3 separate regions of the Danio rerio genome follow, and regions 1 and 2 are each linked to region 3. The links are chromatin contacts, called in public Hi-C and Micro-C maps. All regions are on one chromosome and are shown on one strand. The core of a region is the stretch at or near the end of the contact, and the rest is flanking DNA. Distances in the headings are between cores, read along the strand shown.

Evidence for each region. A called contact is a pair of places that touch in the nucleus more often than the background predicts.
Region 1: a contact with region 3 is called in a Hi-C map of hematopoietic stem cells, with 4 times the contacts expected there. The contact joins the promoter of mrtfab here to the promoter of grid2ipb in region 3. A contact is called at or near these places in 3 of 18 Hi-C or Micro-C datasets (caudal fin, hematopoietic stem cells and an unstated tissue).
Region 2: a contact with region 3 is called in a Micro-C map of caudal fin, with 6 times the contacts expected there. The contact joins the promoter of atpaf2 here to the promoter of grid2ipb in region 3. A contact is called at or near these places in 2 of 18 Hi-C or Micro-C datasets (caudal fin and hematopoietic stem cells).

The regions. Positions count from the first base shown.
Region 1 is chr12:20,366,572-20,370,113 of GRCz12tu, forward strand. mrtfab (myocardin related transcription factor Ab) reads left to right here and starts at 1,413. Exons shown (of 19, transcript NM_001201558.1): 1 at 1,413-1,447; 2 at 2,249-2,318. rgs9b (regulator of G protein signaling 9b) reads left to right here. Exons shown (of 19, transcript NM_200830.2): 19 at 153-875. The coding sequence ends at 309. The region is part of intron 1 of LOC141376790 (a long non-coding RNA gene); the gene reads right to left.
Region 2 is chr12:20,035,432-20,038,881 of GRCz12tu, forward strand. atpaf2 (ATP synthase mitochondrial F1 complex assembly factor 2) reads right to left here and starts at 2,156. Exons shown (of 8, transcript NM_001082821.1): 1 at 1,777-2,156; 2 at 1,652-1,696; 3 at 1,392-1,540. The coding sequence starts at 1,912.
Region 3 is chr12:20,200,368-20,203,443 of GRCz12tu, forward strand. grid2ipb (glutamate receptor, ionotropic, delta 2 (Grid2) interacting protein, b) reads left to right here and starts at 1,761. Exons shown (of 23, transcript NM_001430838.1): 1 at 1,761-1,916. It overlaps zdhhc4 (zDHHC palmitoyltransferase 4), which reads right to left and starts at 1,096. Exons shown (of 7, transcript NM_200049.2): 1 at 1,037-1,096; 2 at 693-825; 3 at 543-616. The coding sequence starts at 815.

The DNA.
Region 1 (3,542 bases), core at 163-2,662, 170 kb after region 3:
ATCTTTCTTTGTGTGTGTTCAGAAGAAATAACTCATGAAGGTTTCAGCAATGTTGAATGAACTATGCTTTTAAATGATGAACAGATACTTTTATTAGTGTTTGTACTTCACAATTTGACAGTACTTGAAAAATAACCTGACTTCTTTCACAGCTTTTTTCAAATCAAAGTTGACATCCCACCTGAATGCCGCATCTACCCTATCGATTCCGAAGACGAGGAGGACGACAGTCCCAATACAGCAAGAGGAGGTGTGAAAGAAATCATTTGCCCATGGGAAACTGTCACGAAACAAGATGGAGCAGGATAACGAAACCAAATGGAAGTAGAAGGAAATACACTGAACCAACACTTGTTTCATAAATATTGTGTCTTGCAATCCCGAGAAGGCTGTGGTTAGTAATGTATAAAGTAACCTGGTCTCTAAATTGACATGTTTGTTATTTTTGATAGATTTTAGGTAGTGCCTAACGTTATTGTAGCCACTGAGATGATTTTGTTATAAAGTAAAAAGAAAAATGTAAATATATATACGTATTCTGATGTCACCATTCTTTTATGACTGAAGGGGCCTTATTTTAAGAGAATTTCTTTTGTTTATCTGTCATCAGTTTGTTTAGTGGTGTGAACAACAGATTTTGTACTTGGCTTGTTTATTGTTTTATATAGCTGCGAATCATGCATCAACGTGAAATGCTATGAGAAATGTTATTTTCATAGAAGTAAATTTAGTAAGGCAGTACAACAGAATGTAAATACACGTTTGCTGTCTGAATGTATAACCTTTAAAATGTTTACAGTTCACTTGAAAATGTGAATTTGTTCATGACTCATGTTTAAATTGTGTAAGTGCCTCAATAAATGATTTTAAAGTTACCTATTTTGATGCACAATTAGTACATTTCATTGTATATATTGTGTATATTTTATTTATTTTTTCATTTTCCTCTTAATTACAAAATATCCTAATGATGAAAACTGGGCGCCTTTTATTTTAAAATAAAGCTTTTAGTTCCATTTTCTCATTTTTATGGCAGGGTCTTACCATGAATATATATAGATACATAGCCTATATCTATGGGATTTTACAAACGTACATAAATGTAAAATTTACATACATTTAAATGTATTATTAGTATTTATTGTTTTATGATTTAATTATTTTTTATTAAACTATTTTTTTAACATTTATTATTTATTTATTTTCAAAACATTTATAAGAAATCACTCATTTTCTTAGCCATAGTTCCTCATTTGATCGTCATGTTGTTATTATTTTAGGGGACTTTTATTTTCAGGACGTGCTGTGAGAGCATCGAGTCATCGACTGGCTTCACCGTCCTCTGCGGTTGAACAGCAGAGAGTAGCCGGATGCCTCAGCACAGTTTTTTGAGTCGATGAACACCTTTATAAAGCCGAACGGTTGTTGTGTTTCACTTTTCGACTCGGTAAGTTATACATATCAAACATATTCGTACGTGACTCCCCTTTCGCGTGAAAAATGTAAAAACAGTATTACCAAGCAGCGGTGTTTGACAATTCATCCGCTTCTCGTGTATTGTTGCTCAGCGCACATTTCACTTGATCCACTAGTGTCTGTTACTACATACATGCAGCTGTCGCGACTAGGATCTGGCCTGCTATTCCTGGCATATTCAGCCTTGTTAAACATGACACGTTTGACGATTTTGCCAAATGTATGAGCTTTCTAGCAGCACAAGAACATCATTTCCTGCCGTGTCGTATCAATGATGAAGAATGTTTAGCGACGAGCGATACTGAAAGTCCTCGGAAGGAATCGTGGTTTGTTTATAATCTGCGTTAAGCCAAATCACTGTCATAATGCAGTAAGTTTGATTATTATATTGTCAAATATAATATAGTGAGCTAGTGTCTGGACACACCTACTAAATATCCACAACACACGCGGATCTGACACTGGATTTCCATTTGATTGACAAGTTATCAATGTAAATATATATATATATATATATATATATATATATATATATATATATATATATATATATATATATATATATATACATAATATGTATGGCAGAATTTAGGCAAGATCTTGAATGTTCGTGATCTGCTATAACAGATGCACGACCGATTATTACATAAGCATCTGCATTGACCGTTGCGCCAGTAACTTACCTCGCGTTATAATAGGAGACTGTGCTAAGGTTATTTATTTGCATATATGCAAATTCTAATCACAAAATGACGGTCCTCTCTTTCATTAGTTCTTCAAGATGGTCTTGGACTTTGAGCGAAAATGAAGCGCAGTCTGTTTCTGTGGATCTCGTAGTTAAGGTAAGGACAGTCATTGTTTATGATATCATTAAGATCACTCTTTATTTTATTTTAAGGTACAATACTCGCTATTAACAAGAAGAAATCATCCCTTTTGTTGACTTTATCTTTGCTAATTTATGATAAACTCAGAATCGCTGATCTGCTCCAGAAAGGGAGTGCCGATAAATATTATGTAATTCTGTCTGACTATAGGGGTATGGGGTTACCTGTATGCCTGTCAAGGTTTATGTGTTTTTAGCCATATTTCTGGCATTGAAGGGTAAAGGCAGGTGTAGATGTGCACAAGGAGGAATGTCAGAGAGCTTTATGTCTTCCATCTTGTCAAAGAAGCAGAGCTGAACACTGCATGTCTGAACACTGTTTCTCAAGTCGGAATGTTCTTGTAAATTATTCCAGCTATTGAATAAATACAATCTGCCATTGACTTTGTTTCCATGGACATATTTATTTGCATGCACATTTTGGGATACCTTTAAAAAAAATTAAGCCTTTGATCAAATCTGAAAGTTTGTTCATGAAAAATGTGCTCTGTATGTTGTAGCAGCACTTGCAAAAATGTTTAAATTAAATGTTTATCATTGATATTTATTATGTTATATTTGATTTTAGATTTTTATCAATCAATTTAATAGTCATTTTAATGTTGTTTATTACTGACTGGATTTTGTTTAACTTTCCATTATATCTTTATTTTATATTCCCAATTTTTGCAGTCATATTTTGGCATATTGAATGAGAAAGCCAAGCCTTGGATAAAATCTAAAAAGTCTTATGAGGAATGTGTGCTGCTCATTGACACTATTCTGCAATGTGAAAGTTAGCTTTTTTCAGCAATTGTTTTAGAACTTATTATTTGTTTGCTTGTAGGGAAACTACAGGCAATAATAAATGTCAGTAATCAATCAAACTACTTGCTCTACAAACTACTGTTAATAATGATACATAGAAATAAATATAATATAATAAGAAAATATAAGTTTGCACCATCAGTACTGCAGAATAACATGCTGTGAAAAATCAATGGAGGTTAATGAGACTGGAAGTGTTGAGTCAAGAAGGTTTGAATGTCTGCACCCACTAATACGTGAAAGAATAAGATAAGTTGAGGACATTATCACAGCATCTTGCAAGTGCAAAAAAGGCTAATAATTAAATTAATATTTTAATTATTATTTAAAATAATTTTTCTATTGTTTATTGAGATTTTCAAAATTTTAATGA
Region 2 (3,450 bases), core at 906-3,405, 160 kb before region 3:
TATATGAGTCTCAGACAAAAAGCACTGCGTTAAATTCTATTCCCCCGTCATATCTTTAAAATATAACAATTAATTTCACCCCAGTATAGGAGTTTCTGCGCTCGCCTGCTGATCCTGATGGCGCTAGCGGTTACACAATCTTTCATCTTGTTTTATGGTTGAACAACTAAATGAATGCTTGTATCTATTTAACTGAATGTTTTGTCATCAATGCATCGATAGTGTAAAACATCGATGCTGTAAAAGGAACCTTATGAAAATGAAAAGTCACATTAAGCTTTTTCAAAATGAAATGTGCATCTTGGCGTTTTCATCAACCGGTTTTCTATGCGCATATTGCAAAATTACCATAAAAATAGGTGGATGGAAACATAGATGAATGAATAGGAAAAGACACAATATGCAGACATTTTTTGCAATTTCTGCAGAGATTGATTTTAGGAGTATCATAACTACAGCATTAATATATTAAATAAAAAACAACACATTTTTTAATTTTATTTAATGTTTACAGTGCAAATCCAATTGCATCCACCTATTTGGTAAAGAAAGCAATACATCATATACCTACAAAAAGACAGAAAATATTACATTACTAACTGTATTGTTAATAAATCATATGAACATTTTAATAGTACTATTATTATAACACAATAATATTAGTGAAATTAATAAAAAAAAAAAAACTAAATAAATATAAATTCACACACAATTAAACAAGTGAATACAGTAAATACACCGAATGATGGGCTAAAGATCTGCGGAAATCTGCAGATTTCTGTACACGCATATTCCGTGTGGGCCTACTAATGAGGTGATAAACCGCTGAATGAAGTAAGTATTTTTTCTTTAAGTGTGCACAAAAGTACATTGCTGTCTATATGAAGGGTGAGTGAGCTCTCAGATTCCATCTAAAATATCTTAATCTGTGTTCCAAAGATGAAAGAAAGTCCCAGAGTATTGTTGTTGACCAAATTATAATTTTTGGCTGAACTACCCCTTTAACTGAATAGAATTTTTAAATGATTAAAATAGAATTTAAAAAAAAACTAAGCTTTCAGTTTTATTTATACCTAAAATCTGTACTTTTTAGGGGGTTCTTGAATGGAATCGTCTGCAGCAGAAAATTAAAAAGAAAAAACACCAAAAAAGTACAGATTTTGGGTATAAATAAAGGTACTAGTCTTGTAGACTTGTAATACTGTAAGTTTCAGTTCTGAAGAGTGTATAAAAATATGTGTTCCATGCTACTATGTATGTATTATAGATACATTTGAATGTACTCTGTAGACAGTTGTAGAATAAAACTTTCAAATATACTAGTAGTACTTGGGAAACCAAAATATAGTATAATAATAATAATATAATATAAATTAAAAATAATATCCTACCAAGTGCATAGTGTAAAACTTCAATGTGTCCTTTTGAACGTCCCACTCATTTGCAACAGCAATGGCAAGAGCTTCATTGGGAACTGTGAATAGTTTTCCACTTGGGGTCTTCAGCTTTCTCTTATCAAGGTTTATTTCAAACAAGCCACCTATAAACAAGAAAATCTGTGTTTTCATATGAGCAAACCCTCGATCTTCATCATTGAAAACATGTTTCTTTTAAGGTGCTGTTATGGCCATCAGTACTGAATGATGCTCACCTTCACCTTGAGTTATAGATACAGTCTCGTAGAACTTTTTCCTCTCTGCAAAACACAATGCAAGTACAAAGATATTAATATATTTGTTTATCATTTTAAGTTATTTTTTTCTTTTTATATCTTACCTGCTGTAGCACTGCTATATTTTGCCTTTTGTAGCTGTGTTGATAAACTGGGAACATGCTTCACGTAAGAAAATGAAAACGGCCAAATAATTGCCTGGCCAAACTTTGTGTGATACCGACATATATTTCGTAGCATATTTTAAACGTTATGTGTGTAAATTTGTATTTGTATTGATGCCACAGTTTAGGCGTGATAAGCCATTCAGTCAAGGTTAAAAAGCCGGATATGGTGTTATATTAAATTTGACAATGCATTTTTCATGTTTTAATCGTATAAATTACAAGAAATGAGTATATCTGAGATAAACTCAATTATTCAAGCAAATACACTAGAAGGTATTTAAAGGCATGCAGCAAAGTGAAAACAGCGTGCCGTAAAGTGGACTGACGATGACCTAAACAGGAAAAAGCATAGAGGATAATTCATAATAAAAGTCCATAGCTATATAAATATCTATGAGAAAAGTCCAACATTTCGAACATTCATTTAGCGCCAAACTTTCAGAATGGGTTACCAGGGACAAAAGAGAGTGATATACCTATTAAAATATTTTGATTTTAATAATTAAAAATAGCAATTGAATAATTAAAAAGATTAAAATAATTCTATATAGTTTTTAAATAATAAGCACACATTATAATACAAAATAAAAGAGAAACAGAAACAAATTGATAAAACAGCATAATAATTAAACGATTATTAAATATTTAATAGCATACAATACATTATTATATTTTATTTAAATAAAATAAAACAATAAATTATATATCAAAATAAAATAAAACAAATAAGAATATAATAATAAAAAATTTCAGTTTTCAAAACATTAACTTCAGGTAACTTCCTTAATTTTTTTTAACAAAAATGTTTATGTTTTAATGTGGGGGCAATGATATTAAAATGTTTGTGGCATCTAAAAGTTGGGCGGGAAAGTCCTGCTCTAAATATTAAAAATTAACATAGCTTTAAATAACTTAAAATATTTGTTAAAAATGTTATTCTTAAATACATTTTTTGGAATATTTAAATGAATATATTAGTGAATATTTATATGTTGCTACTATAAACTGGTTTATTCACCTTTCTTTTGCTTCAGTTTTATTATCTCTATCTTATATGTTTTTTTCTTTCTTTCTTTCATTAATTTGTTGGTTTGTTAAAACATGGAAAAAATTACACAATTTATAGAGCAGACATTTACATTACACTTAGTTATTACCTAATTATTTATCTACTATGTACAAGACAAATGCAAAAAGAATTAAATAATATCTTGTTTTAAAATCTTCATGTTTATTATCAGTTTGTTCTGCTTATTTAATTTATTTTATATATTCTAGAGAAAGAGAGAGAAATAAATAAATCAAATAAAAAGAAAAATAATACATAAAATAAAAATCATTAATTTCAAGTATACAAAAACCCTCCAGGGACACACATGAGTTGATGGGGCAGCAGTAGGGTAATGCACCAGAACTGATCTAAGGAACAGCATAGCGCCCTCTTTTGGTTGTGTTTCTGATTTGTTTGATTGTCCTCTGTTCTTCAGCATGATAAAAACATTTCATTATCAACATTAACTAATTCCACAATGAATATATATATATATATATATATATATATATATATATATATATATATATATATATATATATATATATATTGGCCTATAT
Region 3 (3,076 bases), core at 511-3,010:
CAACATTAGCACTATCTAATTGACTGTAAACAATGCTGTACTTTGATAATCAATGGCTGCTAATATGATTTTCCTATTTAGAATTTGCAAAGAATACTTTTCTGAAATTATGTTATTAAGGAGAATGTCTAAATATCTGAATATAAAGCCAACTTAACCTCTATTTTCAACAATAGGTTTTAGACTGTATTTATACTATAGCATAGTCGGTCACACTTTACAATAAGGTTCATTAGTTAATGTTAATTAATGCATTTACTAACATGAACAAACAATGAACAATACATTTACTACTGTATCTGTTCATGTTATTAAACATTAGTTAATGAAAATACAGTAGTTCATTGTTAGTTCATGTTAACTCATGGTGCATTAATTAATGTTGACCAGCATGGACTTGGATGTTAATAATGCATTAGTAAATGTTCAATTATGATTAATAAATGCTGTATATGTGTTGTTCATGATTAGTTCATGTTAGTAAATGCATTAACTAATGAACCTTATTGTAAAGTGTTACCGCATAATCTGTAAAAACCCACCTTTGGTGAAACAGTCTGTGCATAGTCCTGTAGCAAATGCTTTGGAGCCATTGTGGGATCCATGGAGAGACAATCTAAAAGAAAAAATAGAATATGAATATACATATATACACATCTGATTACACAAACAATAAGTTTGAAAGCTCTTACCCTTGTGAACGCGCCCACCAACTGACCGAGAGGAGTTTGCTGATGTCCTGAGTACTTACAAACCAGAGCAATGCAGGTGAGCACCACTGCCACATATATACCAAACAGAGTCAGGAAGTCCATTTGTCTTAACCTACAGTGAGAAGAACAGAACTGTGAGCGGTATATTTCACTCATCACAGATATGTGTATAGTATGACTTATAACGAGAAAAGCGCGTCAAAACAGGCACAGCAGGACCGTAAAAGTGACCGAACATGCAACATGTTCAATAAAACTAATTAACTTTGCTTACATATTGGGCATAATGTAATCAAAAAGAGGAAAGCCCCAAAAAGCTTTACCTTTATTCACCTGAGCCCCATCCTCACACCTTCTTCCCGTACATGAACAGCCCGCCGTGTGGCTGTGAAGCAGGCGAGAACACAGCATAATGTTGCCAGATCTTCGTACAAAACGGGAAACACAAGCATACCCAGCCTTACATCGACGTAGACCTCTACAAGTAAAGGAATTATTTAATATACATTTGAATATAGATCCACTTTTACACTACTATATTTTGCGAAATCACTACTCGCGACATAGGTAAAAGAAAAAAAACACCAATAAAGAAGACTTGGCAACATTTGAACGGAACTTACGAAACACAATTGTTGTCAAAGTAAAAGTCCGATCTAGGCTTTCTTTAATTACTATTAATCATTAATTAGTTATTTGCCGTATAATTTTTTCCCTTCTCATGGCTAACTTTTTCTTAGACGTTTTTTTCGTCTTATAAAAATTGCCTACGAATAGTTTATTAATAATTTGAGCTCCAATAGTCGTCTTTTCGAAAATGTAGTTGAGTAACTTAAGAGAGTAATTAATTAATCACCTAACATGAGCGTTAGCACACCACCTTCCAATTACCGTACAGTTTATACGTTGTCTCTTATTTTCAGCTTTTCCGCATTTATTTTGGATTATTTGCAAACGTATTAACATTTGACAGTCAGAAAGTGAAACTGTTTACATTAGTCCTCATTTGTCTCAGGCTGTGTTAAGTGTACTTGTTTTTCTGTTTAGGGTTGCCATAGCCTCCTGACTCTTGGCTCTGGCAGTTATCATGTTACAAACCAGCACATTCACTCCCGTGGTGGTGATGTCTCAAACGAAAGAGACACCACAAAAGCCCTTCGAGAAAACTCCACCGAGCAAAGCAAGCAGGTTTTACCTTTTGAGGTATGTCTATTATGTAAATCTATGGGTTAACAGTAACGTTAGTTCTATGAATGAAAAGAAGGTTTTTTTTGATTGCTCTTGTTATTTCAGCATAATTGAACATACAATAAGTTATCCTATCTATCTATCTATCTATCTATCTATCTATCTATCTATCTATCTATCTATCTATCTATCTATCTATCTATCTATCTATCTATCTATGCAAATATTAGCTAAAAGGTTATAGTCGGTTGAAGACTGGCTTTTATTTTATTTTAATAAAAAAGGTGTCCTGAAATGGTAAAATCCAAGTTAATAAATTTTATTTAAAACATAAAAATTATTTATTTTGCTTAATAAACTAAAATACATAGATTTATACAGATACAATAAATATCTATTTGTTTTATCAAGTAGAAATATTTGTCATAACCCCATTTTCATTTAGCTCACATTTTCTTTAATCACTATGCGTTCTACTGTAATAATATTTAATAATATGTTAGATTTTATAACATATTACAGAATTGTTACTCTATGTATTGTTGTTGTTATTGTTTTGGTAGTTTATTAAAAGGCAATGGTATTTTCCTCCACACACAACTGCTTTTCTGTTGTATTGGTAAGTTGAGATGTTGATTGAGGAACACTGTGTTTGGAGATACAAGCATTGGCACTAAATAATTCAGTTAGTCCTGTATAACTTGTCTTTGCTTCGGTCATTTACATAACTTGCTCATTACGTTGTACTTAGAGTTTCCCTTTTCTTTTATAACATTGAAATTGCAATACACCATATAGGGCTTGTTGATTTTTGTCATTTTCCTGCCCCAGAATAATAACAGGAGTCTGTGAGACCCCGCTTACACCTGAACTCCATATGACAGCTCACTCCGTAAATCAATCCTGAATTCCCTGGATGCATGACAGCATGTGTCCCCTGCCATGTGGCACGAGAGATCTCGAGATGCAGCGTTTAATCTGTCTAATCCAGAACAAGAGCTTTAATAGATGTGTGACTGCACTCTTCAGTGCATTCAGACGTTCTAATTATCCACCATCGTCCTGTCGGATCCCCAAGCTGATACTGGGCTACTTTTTGTCCCTTGGAGAGACAGCTAGAAGAGAGAGTATGGGAAGGAGGTATTTATAGAGAAATGGGGCCTCACTTTACCCTT